Regions from separate parts of the Mus musculus genome. Here all the other regions are linked to region 1. The links are chromatin contacts, called in public Hi-C and HiChIP or PLAC-seq maps. All regions are on one chromosome and are shown on one strand. Each heading gives the region's core, a stretch centred on a gene start, on an enhancer-like site or on the middle of the called end of the contact. The rest is flanking DNA. Distances are from core to core; before and after follow the strand shown. Region 1 overlaps Asap1 (ArfGAP with SH3 domain, ankyrin repeat and PH domain1). Region 2 overlaps Asap1 (ArfGAP with SH3 domain, ankyrin repeat and PH domain1). Region 3 overlaps Asap1 (ArfGAP with SH3 domain, ankyrin repeat and PH domain1).

Evidence for each region. A called contact is a pair of places that touch in the nucleus more often than the background predicts. HiChIP or PLAC-seq counts read pairs in DNA pulled down with a chosen protein or histone mark.
Region 2: a contact with region 1 is called in a Hi-C map of bone marrow-derived macrophages, with 54 read pairs. The contact joins two enhancer-like sites. A contact is called at or near these places in 2 of 15 datasets of contacts at CTCF or cohesin (CD8 T cells and the NIH/3T3 cell line), 20 of 484 Hi-C or Micro-C datasets (the AML12 cell line, B cells, CD4 T cells and 11 more) and 7 of 115 datasets of contacts at active chromatin or transcription factors (the HPC-7 cell line, bone marrow-derived dendritic cells, bone marrow-derived macrophages and 4 more).
Region 3: a contact with region 1 is called in a BATF HiChIP or PLAC-seq map of CD8 T cells, with 8 read pairs. The contact joins two enhancer-like sites. A contact is called at or near these places in 2 of 15 datasets of contacts at CTCF or cohesin (CD8 T cells and the NIH/3T3 cell line), 9 of 484 Hi-C or Micro-C datasets (B cells, CD4 T cells, CD8 T cells and 4 more), 6 of 115 datasets of contacts at active chromatin or transcription factors (CD8 T cells, the HPC-7 cell line, effector CD8 T cells and 3 more) and 2 of 9 other capture datasets (adipose tissue and liver).

The regions. Positions count from the first base shown.
Region 1 is chr15:64,277,144-64,281,613 of GRCm38.p6, reverse strand. All of the region lies in intron 3 of Asap1 (ArfGAP with SH3 domain, ankyrin repeat and PH domain1), which reads left to right. Among named protein-coding and RNA genes, the nearest start is that of 1700010G06Rik, 35 kb to the left of the region's middle. Within about 2 kb of position 2,638, at least 79 of the 459 cell types and tissues checked have an H3K27ac peak or open chromatin away from gene starts, as enhancers often do. A contact at or near this core is called in B cells, CD8 T cells, the HPC-7 cell line and 8 more, where this site is marked.
Region 2 is chr15:64,184,887-64,189,356 of GRCm38.p6, reverse strand. All of the region lies in intron 5 of Asap1 (ArfGAP with SH3 domain, ankyrin repeat and PH domain1), which reads left to right. Among named protein-coding and RNA genes, the nearest start is that of Gm20717, 89 kb to the right of the region's middle. Within about 2 kb of position 2,461, at least 147 of the 459 cell types and tissues checked have an H3K27ac peak or open chromatin away from gene starts, as enhancers often do. A contact at or near this core is called in B cells, CD8 T cells, the HPC-7 cell line and 7 more, where this site is marked.
Region 3 is chr15:64,204,189-64,208,658 of GRCm38.p6, reverse strand. Asap1 (ArfGAP with SH3 domain, ankyrin repeat and PH domain1) reads left to right here. Exons shown (of 31, transcript NM_010026.3): 4 at 103-175. Among named protein-coding and RNA genes, the nearest start is that of 1700010G06Rik, 110 kb to the left of the region's middle. Within about 2 kb of position 2,563, at least 34 of the 459 cell types and tissues checked have an H3K27ac peak or open chromatin away from gene starts, as enhancers often do. A contact at or near this core is called in CD8 T cells, effector CD8 T cells and thymic regulatory T cells, where this site is marked.

The DNA of each region.
Region 1 (4,470 bases), core at 1,389-3,888:
TGTGAACTCACCACCATTGACAGGAGATAGTTAAGGCGCTTCTGAGTGTAGCAAGGACGTCAGTGAAGTTATTTAAGCAGATGTCATATCCAACTCAGATCAGTCAAGGAAACTAGTTCCTGGATCTCCACTCGTCTAAGGAAAACATACCTCTTCCAGATATCAGTAGTCCATGTATACTGAGCTGTAACTGATCAATTATTTTTAATGGCTTTGCGTCTTAACATTGGACATATTGCCCACAGGAACAACTGGGTGCAGTATTATTATGTGGCTCAAGTGTTGTTATGTACTTTAGAGGGCAGACACTGGGCACTGGGCACTTCTTCCTTCAGAGGGCAAAAATTGCAGTTATTTCTCCTCCCTTATTCCTGAAATTAGTTTGCATTTGTGTAGCAAATAACATGAATGTTATTACATGTACCTTCACTGTTTTCACTGTTTGTTCGCTGTTACAGTAAACTGAGTTAAGACCCTAGGCTTTGACCGTATGGTCCTTGCTTTCAATACCTACTGTGCCATTTATTAGTTGTGTGTACTTGGCTAAGTTATGAAGTTGTCTTATATGTAAAAGTAAGGGACTCAGACTCAGTGTTTATGTGTATGGGTGTTTTGTCTGCATGTGTGCCTATGCACTGCGTGCATGCCTGGTGATTGACAGAGATCAGAAAAGGGGTTCAGATCCCCCTTGAACTGAAGTTAATGGACACCTGTGAGCTACCATGTAGGTACTGGGAAAGCAACATGGATCCCTCTGGAAGAGCAGCTAGTGCTTTTAACTGCTGATGCATCCATCCAGCCCCCAGACTCAGCGTTTCTATGAAGCTAGATGAGACTATCTTTGAAGTACTTGTGGCTGTCTCAGAGTTGACGTGCCCTGGGAGCATTGCCGCTGTGGCCCTGGCAAGAGTAGAGTTAGAAGGTAGCAAACATTACGTGTTCTGTTCTGTTCTGCTCTGCAAAACTGAGATGATTTTACATCGTTAAAGCCTTTACTCTTCCCTGAGGCCTCTGCATGATGACTTTGGGGATAGTTTTGTTGTTGTTTATTTGCATTTCTATTTTATCCATTCGGAGCGTAGAGTTTGATGGCTTTTAGCCTCATTCGAGAACCTCTTATCAAGCCTCATACCCACTAGCAGTCTCTGCTGATTTTCTTCCACTCCCTTAGTCACCATTCCTCCCCTCCCCGTCACCAGTCTACTTGGTATCTCTATGAAACATTGCATCCTGGGCCCCCTTTAACTATACATTTTAATGACTACACAGTATTTTGTTAATGTATTGTAGCTTAATTTAGTCATCACCCCCACTATTGCTGATTTTTAAATGACTTCACTATTTTAGGCCATGTTTGAATTCTTTAACTACAGTTACCTGGGAGCCCTATAATTAGGTAAGAAGTAGCATAAAATCTTACCTGCTCTCTACCCTGTTACACACTATGCTGTGGAGCTCTTCTGTGAAACATTTCTGGGTTCCTGAGACTGTTAAAGAAACCTGGGCCCAAGACCCAGGCACGCCTCTGAACAGCAAGCAGTTGACCACCATGAAGCCACAGGGCCCCCCACCCCCCACCTGACCCCTGTAAGGATGTTGAACAAAGCTGTTGAAAAAAAGACCAATCACAGGGCTGTATGTTTTACCATCTGTAGAATTAGGGTCAGTCACATGTCCAAATACAAATGATAGTGGATCCAGAGTGTAGAGAGAATTCTTCATCCCATCTGCCCTGGAAGATGCAGCACATACCAGCTGCAGTGTGACCTGTCAGAATCTAAAGGGCTTAAATAGTAGACTTGAGGGGAAAGGACTCTGGGGGAGGCTGAGAGCTCCTCTCCCCTGAAGAGCTGCTGTGACCATCTTCCAACCCCAGGACTGGGAGGCATGCCTTGGAGAAACACATCAATTTATGCTTTGCTCTTACATGTTGGGATTACCTCAAGAGATTTTTTTTTTTTAGCTCATCAGCTGTCTGGTGATCTTAACACTATCAAATGTAGAATATTTGCATTCACTTGTTTTGGGTATTCATGCTTTGCTGGACTCGGCAAGGACACACTGCTAACTCACTGTGATTAGTATCCAGTAGACTGCTCAAACCTCTTTGAGGGAAGATGAAAATGAAACCCAAGCGTGTAGTGACCTACATTATGTATACCAGGTTCATCATGGTTGTACCAAAACATATGTGTTTTTGTTTTTGTTTTGTTTTGTTTTGGCATGGAAAAGTGCTTCTGATGTAGAAATAAGTTTTATAAAACAAAAGGAGGAAGAATAGACACAGGCTTTGCAAGTAGACACACTAGTGCTAGACTAAATAGTGAGCTTGTCAAAAGCAGACTCAGGTTCCTTCCTGTGCTAGTGAGCTGGGGTCTCATCCCTAAGTCCTTGGTAATGAAGGATGATGTGCCCTGAGAAGCGACCTTGAGACATTGTATCCCTGTCATGTCACCCCACCCTTAAGCTTTGACTGGCTTCTCAAAGCACAGCTTAGGATTTTAGATAGCTAGTTAAGGCTACATGCTGTAGAGTTTAAAAGAAAAACTAACCTCCTCCCCCGAGATCTTTAAGTCAACCCCTTGAAGGTTACTTAACTTTTGTCTGTTCATTTCCTCATTTGGCCCACATTTCCTCACAGTCTGTAGTGGGGTTAGCACCTTATAAGGCTGCTTGGCTTGAGGTAACTGACTAACTGCAGGGCTTGAGATCAGTTCACTCTTTTGAGCCTTAGTTTTGTCATCTCTAAGGGAAGGAGAAAGCCTCCATCTCACCAGCTTTCTGCAGTGCAGAGAGGCAGTGCAGGGGATGCGTCAGCCTGGCTGTAACTTTGGGCTGCTGGCATGCCCAGCATGTGGTACTTAATATTTCATGTATTTTATAACACATGATTCTGCTGTGTGTGTAATTAGCTAGTTGATGTGTTCTGGTGCTGAAGCTATGATGAAACCTATTAAACTTAGGGTAAGGACAAGCACCTTTAACTCTGCCAGTAGAGTAAGGAAGATATAACACATGGCACCAGCATCTTAATATGGATATTTGTAATGTGGTCACCCAGTTCACAAACCAGGTATGCTCAGAGCAGTGGTAACCTTTTCACACTGTGTGCTGCCTGAAGTTAGCCTCACTTCTTCCATGTTACCTGAGATTTTATTGAGGCATTTTGTTTGTCTTTGGATACTTCAAGAATGCAGTTCTCCAGTTTGCCCATTTCTCTCATTTAAAGGGAAATGATCAGATTGGGTTCTAAAAAGAAGCTAGATGCAAAGTCCTGAGTTTTCAGAAAAGGGAAGAATGCAAACCCACTCATAATTCCTGCTGCTTCTGTTTTCTCGACTCCCCCTCGCCCCCACACCGCCCCGCCTGTTAGGGGTATTCCGTTTCCTCATTCAATGAAAGTATTTGAGTTAGGATAAGAAACCCTGCTTCTCCATTGGCCTGCAAGCAGAGTTATCAGAGAGCGGGTGGGGTCCTGATTTTGGTGGTTCATGATCTCATCCGTAAACAGGTGTGTTACAGGGTTCAGGTGCCTTTGCTTGGCTCTTGTAGAACTCAGGACTACACACCAAAACCTTCTTTTGCTTCTTGCAGTATATGCAATGGCAGCATTCTGCTGCCACTTTCTAAGGAAGCAAAGATTCACTCTTGTTTTTCAAAATAAGTGTTAAAAAATGAAGTGTCACAGTACTACTTGAAGACCAAGCAATACCACTCCTGGGCATATACCCAGAAGATGCTCCAACATGTAATGAGGACACATGCTCCACTGTTCATAGCAGCCTTATTTATAATAGCCAGAAGCTGGAAAGAACCCAGATGTCTCTCAACAGAGGGATGGATACAAAAAATGTGGTACATTTACACAATGGAGTACTACTCAGCTATTAAAAATAATGAATTCTTTACCCTTTCTTAGAAATGGGAACAAAACACCCATAGAAGGAGTTACAGAGACAAAATTTGGAGCTGTGACGAAAGGATGGACCATCTAGTGATTGCCATATGCAGGGATCCATCCCATAATCAGCTTCCAAATGCTGACACCATTGCATACACTAGCAAGATTTTGCTGAAAGGACCCAGATATAGCTCTCTCTTGTGAGACTATGCCGGGGCCTAGCAAACACAGAAGTGGATGATCACAGTCAGCTATTGGATGGGTCACACGGCCCCTTATGGAGGAGCTAGAGAAATTACCCAAGGAGCTATAGGGAACTGCAACCCTATAGGTGGAACAACAATATGAACTAACCAGTACCCGGGAGCTCTTGTCTTTAGCTGCATATGTATCAAAAGATGGCCTAGTCGGTCATCACTGCAAAGAGAGGCCCATTGGACTTGCAAACTTTATATGGACCAGTACAGGGGAACGCCAGGGCCAAAAAGGGGCAGTGGGTGGGTAGGGGGTTGGGTGGGGTGGGTATGGGGGACCTTTGGGATAGCATTGAAAATGTAAACGAGGAAAAT
Region 2 (4,470 bases), core at 1,212-3,711, 92 kb after region 1:
ATCTCACTTTCCAGGAGACCAGATGTGTTTTGACATTAGCCAAGGGTCATCACCCAACAAGGTTCCCACACCAGTCTGTATATATATTTGAGTATACTGCAGGTTGATGCTCAACTGTGTATCTACATGTATCAGACAATCAGGTAAATATGTGTTGATTTAATATATATATTCCTGTATGTCCATGTAAACTGATGTTTATTGAAGACCTTTGAACCTGGCAGTGTGTGGTGAGTGCTTGTTACTGTTTGATGTAAAATGGTCCCAACAAGCTCATGGTCCTAGCATTGTTCTGGGACAAGTGTGTGGAACCTTTTAGACTTAAAGTCCAGCTGACACAAGGATGAAGGTTGAGGGCTACAACTTGGTTCAAGCTGCCTACTTCTGGTGCACCAAGATGTGAGGCATCCCGGGTCTAAGCTCCTCCTCAGAGACTTCCACCATGCCCTCCTCAAAGGATGAACTGTGCCCTCCCAAACTGAACTAAACCTTTCCTTCCTAAGTACTTTCTGACAAGTACCACATACCAGTGACAGGCAAAGTAACTATTAAAGTGACGGCTGTCTTACTGTGGTACCTAGCTGTCCTGTATTAGGTGGCCTCCCTCCCCAAGAGTACAGAACCCTGCTGAGATGGTGGAAGTTGTTGGCTCACACTGCTAGAGCAGAGCCAGAGTGCTGTCTCTGTCTCGGCTGTCTCTACCACTCTGTGTGTATTGCTTCTGCCACTGTGTATTCTGGGAAATCTCTCCCCCAAGCTAAAAGTGCTGGTCTTGCTATTTCACTAGATATGATATACTCAGTCCCAGTTTTGGTTTGGTTTGGTTTGGTTTGGTTTGGTTTGGTTTGGTTTGGTTTGGTTTGGTTTGGTTTGGTTTGGTTTGGGTCATGTCCTCTCTTCTTTCATAGAATAATAGAAGCCTAAGGAAGATAAAGAAGAAATTGCTATAAGACATAATTTATTTCATTTCATTCAGAAAATAAAAATAAATATTTTCTATTGAAGATGGTGAGCATTCGTGGTGAGCGGCCATAAAAATAATCATTTTATACTAGAGTTGGTTCAGTTCACATGGGGGCTGTCTTTGCCCAAGAAAACTGTAGCTTCTCCTGACAAGCGTGGCATTGTGCTGGCACCTCTGTCTCCCTTGGATCTGCCAGTGGCTTTGGCTGTTTTCCCGTAGCTTCACTATTCGGTGCCCTGTCAGATGCTGCTTGCAGAGCTGAGATGCAGCGCCGCTCAGGTCCAGGCTTTCCTTTGGAATCTTGTTGGAAAGATTCCCTAACCCTTGGAAATCGGCATCAGGTCTGCTAGCTGGGGTTGTCTGTCATTCCACGTGATCAGCAGGTATTACTGCCTCTGAGTGCCTTCCTAACCAAACACAGGGCTGTGAGGCATCTCTTCTGTGGTCCCAAGTCAAGCACCGGCCTTTTTACAGAGACTGATAACTACACCTTCCTTAGAACTATGTGCAAAGATATAGTTGTTGTTCAGAAGACAGAAAAGCATGTACCAGAACTGATGAGACTTAATAAGGTCCTTAGTGCAGTCTCCTGTCCTGTGTCAGTGTCTAGATTTTAGTAAAATAACATGTAAGCTGGTGCTGCTGAGGATGTTGGTTGAAGAGAAGTGAATAGGATCCTCTCTATACTGTGTTTTCATTTTTTTGTGAGTTTAAATTCTTTAAAATATAAATCAAAGTCTAGGCATCAAATTGTAGTCTAGAAGAAGAAGGAGAAATGTTTACTAAAACATGACTATATCAAAATGTCATTGTAAAGAAGTACGGAGTCAAAGTTCACCAGCCTCCATTGGGCCCCGAGGAGGCTGGTGTGTGCTCTTCAGCCTGCTTCCTTTGCACTTCCCTAGGTTTTGTGAGCCAGTTTTTTTTTTTTCCCTCCTGGAGACTTTCTTTTTCTAACATCAGTTATGTGGTTGCCATTCTGAGAAGAGGGAGGGATCTACTCTGTGATTCCAGAAGTTGCTCTGTTAGGTTTCTTTTTTTTTTTTTTTTTAATTAGGTATTTATTTCATTTACATTTCCAGTGCTATCCCAAAAGTCCCCCACACGCTCCCCCACCCACTCCCCCACCTACCCACTCCCACTTCTTGGCCCTGGCGTTCCCCTGTACTGGGGCATATAAAGTTTGCAAGTCCAATGGGCCTCTCTTTGCAGTGATGGCCGACTAGGCCATCTTTGATACATATGCAGCTAGAGACAAGAGCTCCGGGGTACTGGTTAGTTCATAATGTTGTTCCACCTATAGGGTTGCAGTTCCCTTTAGTTCCTTGGGTACTTTCTCTAGCTCCTCCATTGGGGGCCGTGTGACCCATCCAATAGCTGACTGTGAGCAACCACTTCTGTGTTTGCTAGGCCCCAGCATAGTCTCACGAGAGAGTTTCTTATGTCTAGGAAATGCTGCCTTTTAGTGGTGAGGAACTAGAGACGCATGGACATGGTGGGGTTGTAACCTTTAGCACATCACTGACAGGATAGAAGAGCTTAAGCTTTGACCTGAAGAGGGTTAGGGAAGAAAGGGTTACCAGCTGCTGCTTCTCCGTGTGGCCTGGAAAGATGCCTACGCCTTGATTTCTTCACTAAGAGACTGCTGATCATCCGTGCCGTGTCACTCTGAGTGCACGCATCGTGTGTAGTGAGGGTCAGTACAGATACCGTGATAAGCAGAAGGGACCTATCCGTGAGAAAACAGACACCCGAGCCTCCCTCTAGAAGTTTGTGTTGTGGTCGGATTTTCAGGAGTTGTGCAAAGCACCTGTGCCCTTTCGTGGTGGTTTCTTGGTAATGTGGGCACCTTCCATCACTCCTCCCGTGCCCATTTGAGATTCAGTGTATTAATGAGAAGGACTTCTTGTACAATGCACTTCTTCTAACATATAGATAACAGTAGACTGCTCTTCAATTTAGCTGGGTGTGGTTTTGTTGCTCACTTGATTAAATAAATACAGTATCAAGATTAAGTTCATGGTTTTAACCATTGAAAAGAAAGCAATAATAAAATGGCTGCTTGGTGAACAGTGCTGGCTAGTCGTGTGGTCCTGGCAAAGGACTTGAAGCATCAACAGACAGCATCACATACCTTTCAAGTTCCCATGCTTTAAGTTGCTCTGGGGAAGAGATCCTCTGTGGTTAAGAGGAGCCCTTTAAATGGCATGCTGTCTGCTCCATATTGAAGCGGTCTTTCAAGGCTGTATGCAGACCTTATTTAACAATAGTGAGCTGTGCCCAGAGGGTGTCTAGCCCTGGCAGGACTCTGGTCCCTTCTCCCCTACCCTTCCCACAGCCCTGCGTTAGCCATTGAGGGCACTTCCTGCTGCAGAGCGGCTGGAGCCAAGCAGAGTTCGGCAGTGGCAGAGCACTTCCTGTTTACCCGCTCCGACTGCAGAATGTGCTGGTTTGGGTAAAGGATTGCTTTTGGTTTGATTTTGTTTTTTAAGTTTCCTTTCCCCCCAGATGAAAATAGCAGAAAACATGCCTGTTGGATCTAGATTTTCATCACATTGTTTTTGAGAATTTTCTTTGAAATGTTAAAAAGTATAAAAAGGAGCCAGGCGTGGTGGTGCACGCCTTTAATCCCAGCACTCAGGAGGCAGAGGCAGGCGGATTTCTGAGTTCGAGGCCAGCCTGGTCTACAAAGTGAGTTCCAGGACAACCAGGGCTACAGAGAAACCCTGTCTCGAAAAAACCAAAAGAAAAAAGAAAAAAAAAAAAGTGTAGAAAGGATAGTTATGACCGGTGGTAATTGCCGGTACCCTGAACTCTAATGCATTTTTGAAGATCTCATCTTTCCTCATTTAAATTAAAATATAATTTTACCCAACCCACCCCCACTTCCCCTACCTACTCCCACCCTGGCGTCCTGGACTCCTTTGTTTCACTGTTATTACTGTGTGTCCTGCCCCTTGGTATTGGATAACCAACTAATGACTCATTCTCGGAGAGACTATTTCCTGGTTTCTACACTCCATAGTTGCCTCTAGTTCTTTGTCTAGAGATAGAGAGCCCTGAAGTCCCACTTCCATGTTAGCATGCCTACTGGTATTATAACAGGTCTTGTTAAGGTAGCCATGTTATTAAGGTAAAGCTTTTTTGTCATTTCTTGGAGGCACAATCTCACAACAGATTTCTTTGCCCTCTTCCCCTTCCCCCCTTGGTAATGTTCTGTTCTGTTGCAGATGTACCTGTTAGTTCTGCTCCCCATGTAAGATCTCATCTTTTCGTAGATGAAAGTGCATAATTGGAAGGTTGTGGTGTTTGTACTATATCCCCCTTCGTGCCCTGATGACTCATGACCAGTTAGCATTGGGGACATTCTGTTAACTAAGGCTTTTCACATGGGTGTGGGTGGATGAGCAAGAGGGAAAGGATTTGGAGTGTTTCTTTATTATGAAAGTTACGTGTATTTACTACAATAAAACAGGAATATAGAAAAATTCAAAAGTAAAGATTAT
Region 3 (4,470 bases), core at 1,314-3,813, 73 kb after region 1:
GCACAGGTGGCTGCACTGTGCTCTACAGGAGATAGGAAGTTGTGAGTGAATTTTAAATGTACCAAAAATTTTTAACACCCTTTTCCTCTCTTTCTCTTTTAGGCTCTAGACCAAGATAGAACAGCCCTACAGAAAGTGAAGAAATCTGTAAAAGCAATATATAATTCCGGTCAAGGTAAGTACTTAACTCATCCTCCCACAACTCATTTATACGCTGTCACATTGTAGGATATTCACAAAAGACCTTAACAGGTAACAAAGATAAGTAGGCCAAAGAACTGAGCTTCTCTCCTCTTGTCCCCGTCTCCACGCTCAGCCGAAGCCAGTCGTTGTTTCTGTAGTATAAGTCACTGTTAGTATCTTCTTAAGAACTCGGGAGAGTGGATGGAGGCTGGTGGTTATCACAGACGACAGGGGGTACCTACAGTCTCTTTGTGTGGTTGCTCAGCCTGTGATCTGGTAACTTCAGTCAAACATGGAATAGTCTCTTCCTTCTTGAGTGTGACTGTACACACTGAGAACCAGTACTGACCATGGACCCTGCAGGGGAGTTAGGGAGGGAGGGAAAAGGTTAAAATTCTTACCTTCACTGACTACCCACTGTCATTTTTAAATGATGGCAGAGAACTTAGATAACTAAATGTTTTAACATTGGTCCAGAGACCTTTTTGTAACTCTCTTAACAACATCATTTTGTTTTATAATAATGAATTATTAATTATATTATATATTATTTATATAATTTATGTTTATATACATGAATATTATTTATATAATGTAAATATTTTAGTATTTTAATTATATGATAAATCCACATACATTAAATTAGTGGGTACCCATGAGAAGTGGTAGGCTCTAGCCCCCCAGGAGAGGGTTGGGACGAATGTTTCAAGGTCTCTGAGTCACCTTGATACCGTTTTTTGCAGCCACAGCTTACTTGCAGGAAGTCACTTCCCTAACACATCAGTTGTCTCTAGTGCACAGAAAGCCTGGAAGGGGAAGATGGCTGCCTGTGAAGGAAAAAGCGCTTGCTTTGAAGCCAACAGTGAACAGAAAATTACCGTGAACTGCTTACTCGGCTTTCCGTACACAGGGTGGGACCATTAGAGACTTGTTCCAGGACTTAGTGTACCTCATTTCTTGTTATATCACTGAAGTCTCAGTAAGTTCAGGGTTCTTAGTGTTATTATTGTACAGCTATAGAGCTGAAAGGAATGTGAACAAGGCAGAAACTGACCCCAGGCCCTTCCCTGCCTACCCCATCCCCCGTGAGAGCTTAGACTCACTAGTCTGAGGGGGAGCTTGTTCCTGTCAGCCCCTCCCCACTCCTTAGAACATTGTACAATATTATCATCATGTTTTATGCCACTATGTCATTTCTCTGACTTCAAGAAGATTATAAGATATTTATTTAAATAACACAGATAAGTTAATGACTGTTTGATAAGTCCAGGTTTGATTTTTAATCAACAAAACTGATAGAATGAATAAAAACATTTATGTTTCATATAAACATAATATAAAAATATGTTTATATTAATAGGGACTTATTAGAGTGGCTTCCAGTTTGTGGTGGTATTAAAGAGTTGTTGAGGGGACTTAGTGTGCCTAATTTCTGTATTATATTGTGGAAAATCAGTAAATCCAGCTCGACAATGGTTGTCTCTTGATGGCAATGCCAAGAACCCTGTAGTTGTTTAGGTCATGAGGCTGGATGTCTCTGCTCTGTTTGAATATAGAAGTAGGGTCTAATACCTGTGAAGGACCCCTCAGCAGCAGGGCGGATGACCCTTTCCATGGAAAGCCAGGGCACACCGGCAGGAAGCAGAAGCTCCCTCCTCCACGGTCTTTTATATGGGCTGGCGCCAGCAGATGTGGCCGGACTTCAGGTGGGTCTTGTCACCTCAGGTGACCCAAAAAGGAGTCCTCACAGGTGTGCCCAGATGTTTGGAATTTAGTTGACCACAGATGTAACATCTCAGATCAGCAATGACAGTTGTCTCAGTCTGGAGTGCCTGGATGTTGTTGAAACCTAATTTACAACTTCTGTCTCTGACTTCATTCTGGTAAACCCCTGAAATGTGGTGGGCCTTTTGTAGGGAGTGGCTTTTTGAGAGTAACCAGAAAAGCCACAGGCATCCATTTGAGGGACTGATTCCGTTTTGTTCTGTTTTGTTTAGCTTCTCACATGAGTGGTGTTCATATGGTTAAGCTTACTCTGATGTCTCAAATGCTACCTTAGTTTTCATGCTGTGAGGTGACAATAAAATACACTTACAGTGTATAAGATGATGCTCAGGAGCCTTACTGGGATTTAGAAAAACATTAAATGAACGGGATTCATAAATGAAGAATGGCACATATATACTGCTAGACTCTATACTGTATACACTATACACAGGTTTCAAAAAAAGAAAACTGTAGCTTTGCCACACTTGTTAAGCTCAAGGACAATATTTGACTGCAGAAAGAGATTCTGGGGATCTAATGTAGTATGACAGAGTGCTAAAGGACTGCCTCTCAGAGAACATGGCCACTAAGCACTGATGCTATCCTCTAGACTAAGTCAAACAAGCCCATGTCTCAGATGATGAAACTGGAGCTTAGCCAGACAACTTACCCAGAGTACCACACTTGGGAGGAAGATGAGCCTTGCTCATTACACACACTGTTTTCATCACCTTCACCTGCTGTGTGACAGGGCTCACTAAGTATATCATAAGTTGCCTGTTGTATGTTGACCGGATAGGTTCTTCATTGGGAAGCTGCCTTCCAGTGGCTGTAAGTACCTGCTTACCATGAACATTAGTGAGGGAGTCACTCAAATGTAATCTGTGGCTAGTGTGACCTGTGGGTTGACCTTGTGGTTCTGTGATGGGGATCACATAGAAGTTGTACTTGTGGTAGGAAGTGTAGAGGTAAACACAGATGGCTTGGGTCTCCTCATGGGCTACTGGGACCTAGTGCTGCCTTTGTAGTCATAAACCAAGATAATACAGTGAGCTTTTTTTTTTAACCAGGGGATTTGGGCAGCACAATGACACTTAATCCTTTAGAGGTGACATTTAATCTTTTAGAAGTACAGTTAGGAAAACAGAAGTGGTTTATATCTTTCCATGATATACTCAAAGTGCAGTCCAAACTGTCACTATCCCAGTGACTTTGGCCTCATCCTGAGAAGCCATAAGAGGCCAAACATTGGGAATCTTTCCCAATGTGTTTTCATAATTTCCTTGTTTTCTTACAGCGCTTAAGAGACAGAAATCCCATTCAATAATGCTTAGAGATTTAAGAAACATTTTTGTATTTCTGATTGGAGATTACCAACCATTCACCTTCCTAAAATGATTTGAAAAGTACTCAGCAATTATGAAGGATCATGTTTATAAAATGTGTTCTTTTTTTTTAAACACATAAGCTTTGACAATACTGATTACTGAACAATGTAGAATAAAAAAATATTTTTTGAAAAACATTATCTTCATGGAAGACCTTAAGTTTGGAAATCATTTTGGAAATTTTTCTCTCTTATCTTTGACGTGTATTAGAGTACTTAAAAATACATGCAAAACTCAAAACCTGAGAAAGCAATCCTAGGCATTTTTCTCTTCCTTCTGTTTTTAAAGCCTTAATTTATTAATCTGTGATTTAGTCTGTGCAGCTCCTATCTCCCCCGCCCCCTTTACTTTTGGTAATTCATTTAAAATAACTGACCCTTTCCTAAGGGTTTAAAGTCTGTTAAATTTTTTTGATTTTTTTCTTTTTTAACAAAGATCAAGCATAGTTCCCCCTTCTTGAGTGTGACCCGGACTTAGAAACTCCCTTCTTCTGAATGAAGTGCTAACATAATTCCCTGTGATTTCAAAGGTCAGTTCATCAGAGTGCTAGCTTTCCATCTGCCCTGTTCTGACATTTTGATTTGCAGGAGAAGCTACCCACCCACCTAACCTGATGGAGAGAGACCTCCCATCAGAAGCATAAGCTGACAGTCATGTGAGCAAACCAGTCGGCTTGCCTTGCCATCCTAGCTGGCAGGGTCATGCGCATGCATGAGGTTTTAACTCAGGTGTGACTTCAGAAAAGGGAGCTTAGTGACACATACTGTGTTTTTGTAAAGCAGAAGAGTCGATCAGTAGGTAGACTGAATGGATTATTTTACCAGATGCATTAAGAACAGTAATCGATTCTTAACAGGCTCTGTTGTGACCTCAATGTAGTTGTTTATCCTCTTCTCTTGGAGTAAAGACCCAGGATATTTATATTACTAGATCTCAGACTGAAATGTTCATCTTATTTTTCTTTATTTTCTTGGGGTCTCATGCATCCCAGGATAATCTCAAACTCCCCGTGTAGTTACTTAGTTATCTGTGTAATGACCTTCAACTTCTGATCCTTCTGCCTCCACCTCCCAAGCACTGAGACTAGACATAGCACACCTGCCTGACTCAGTACTGGAGGTCTAGCCCATGA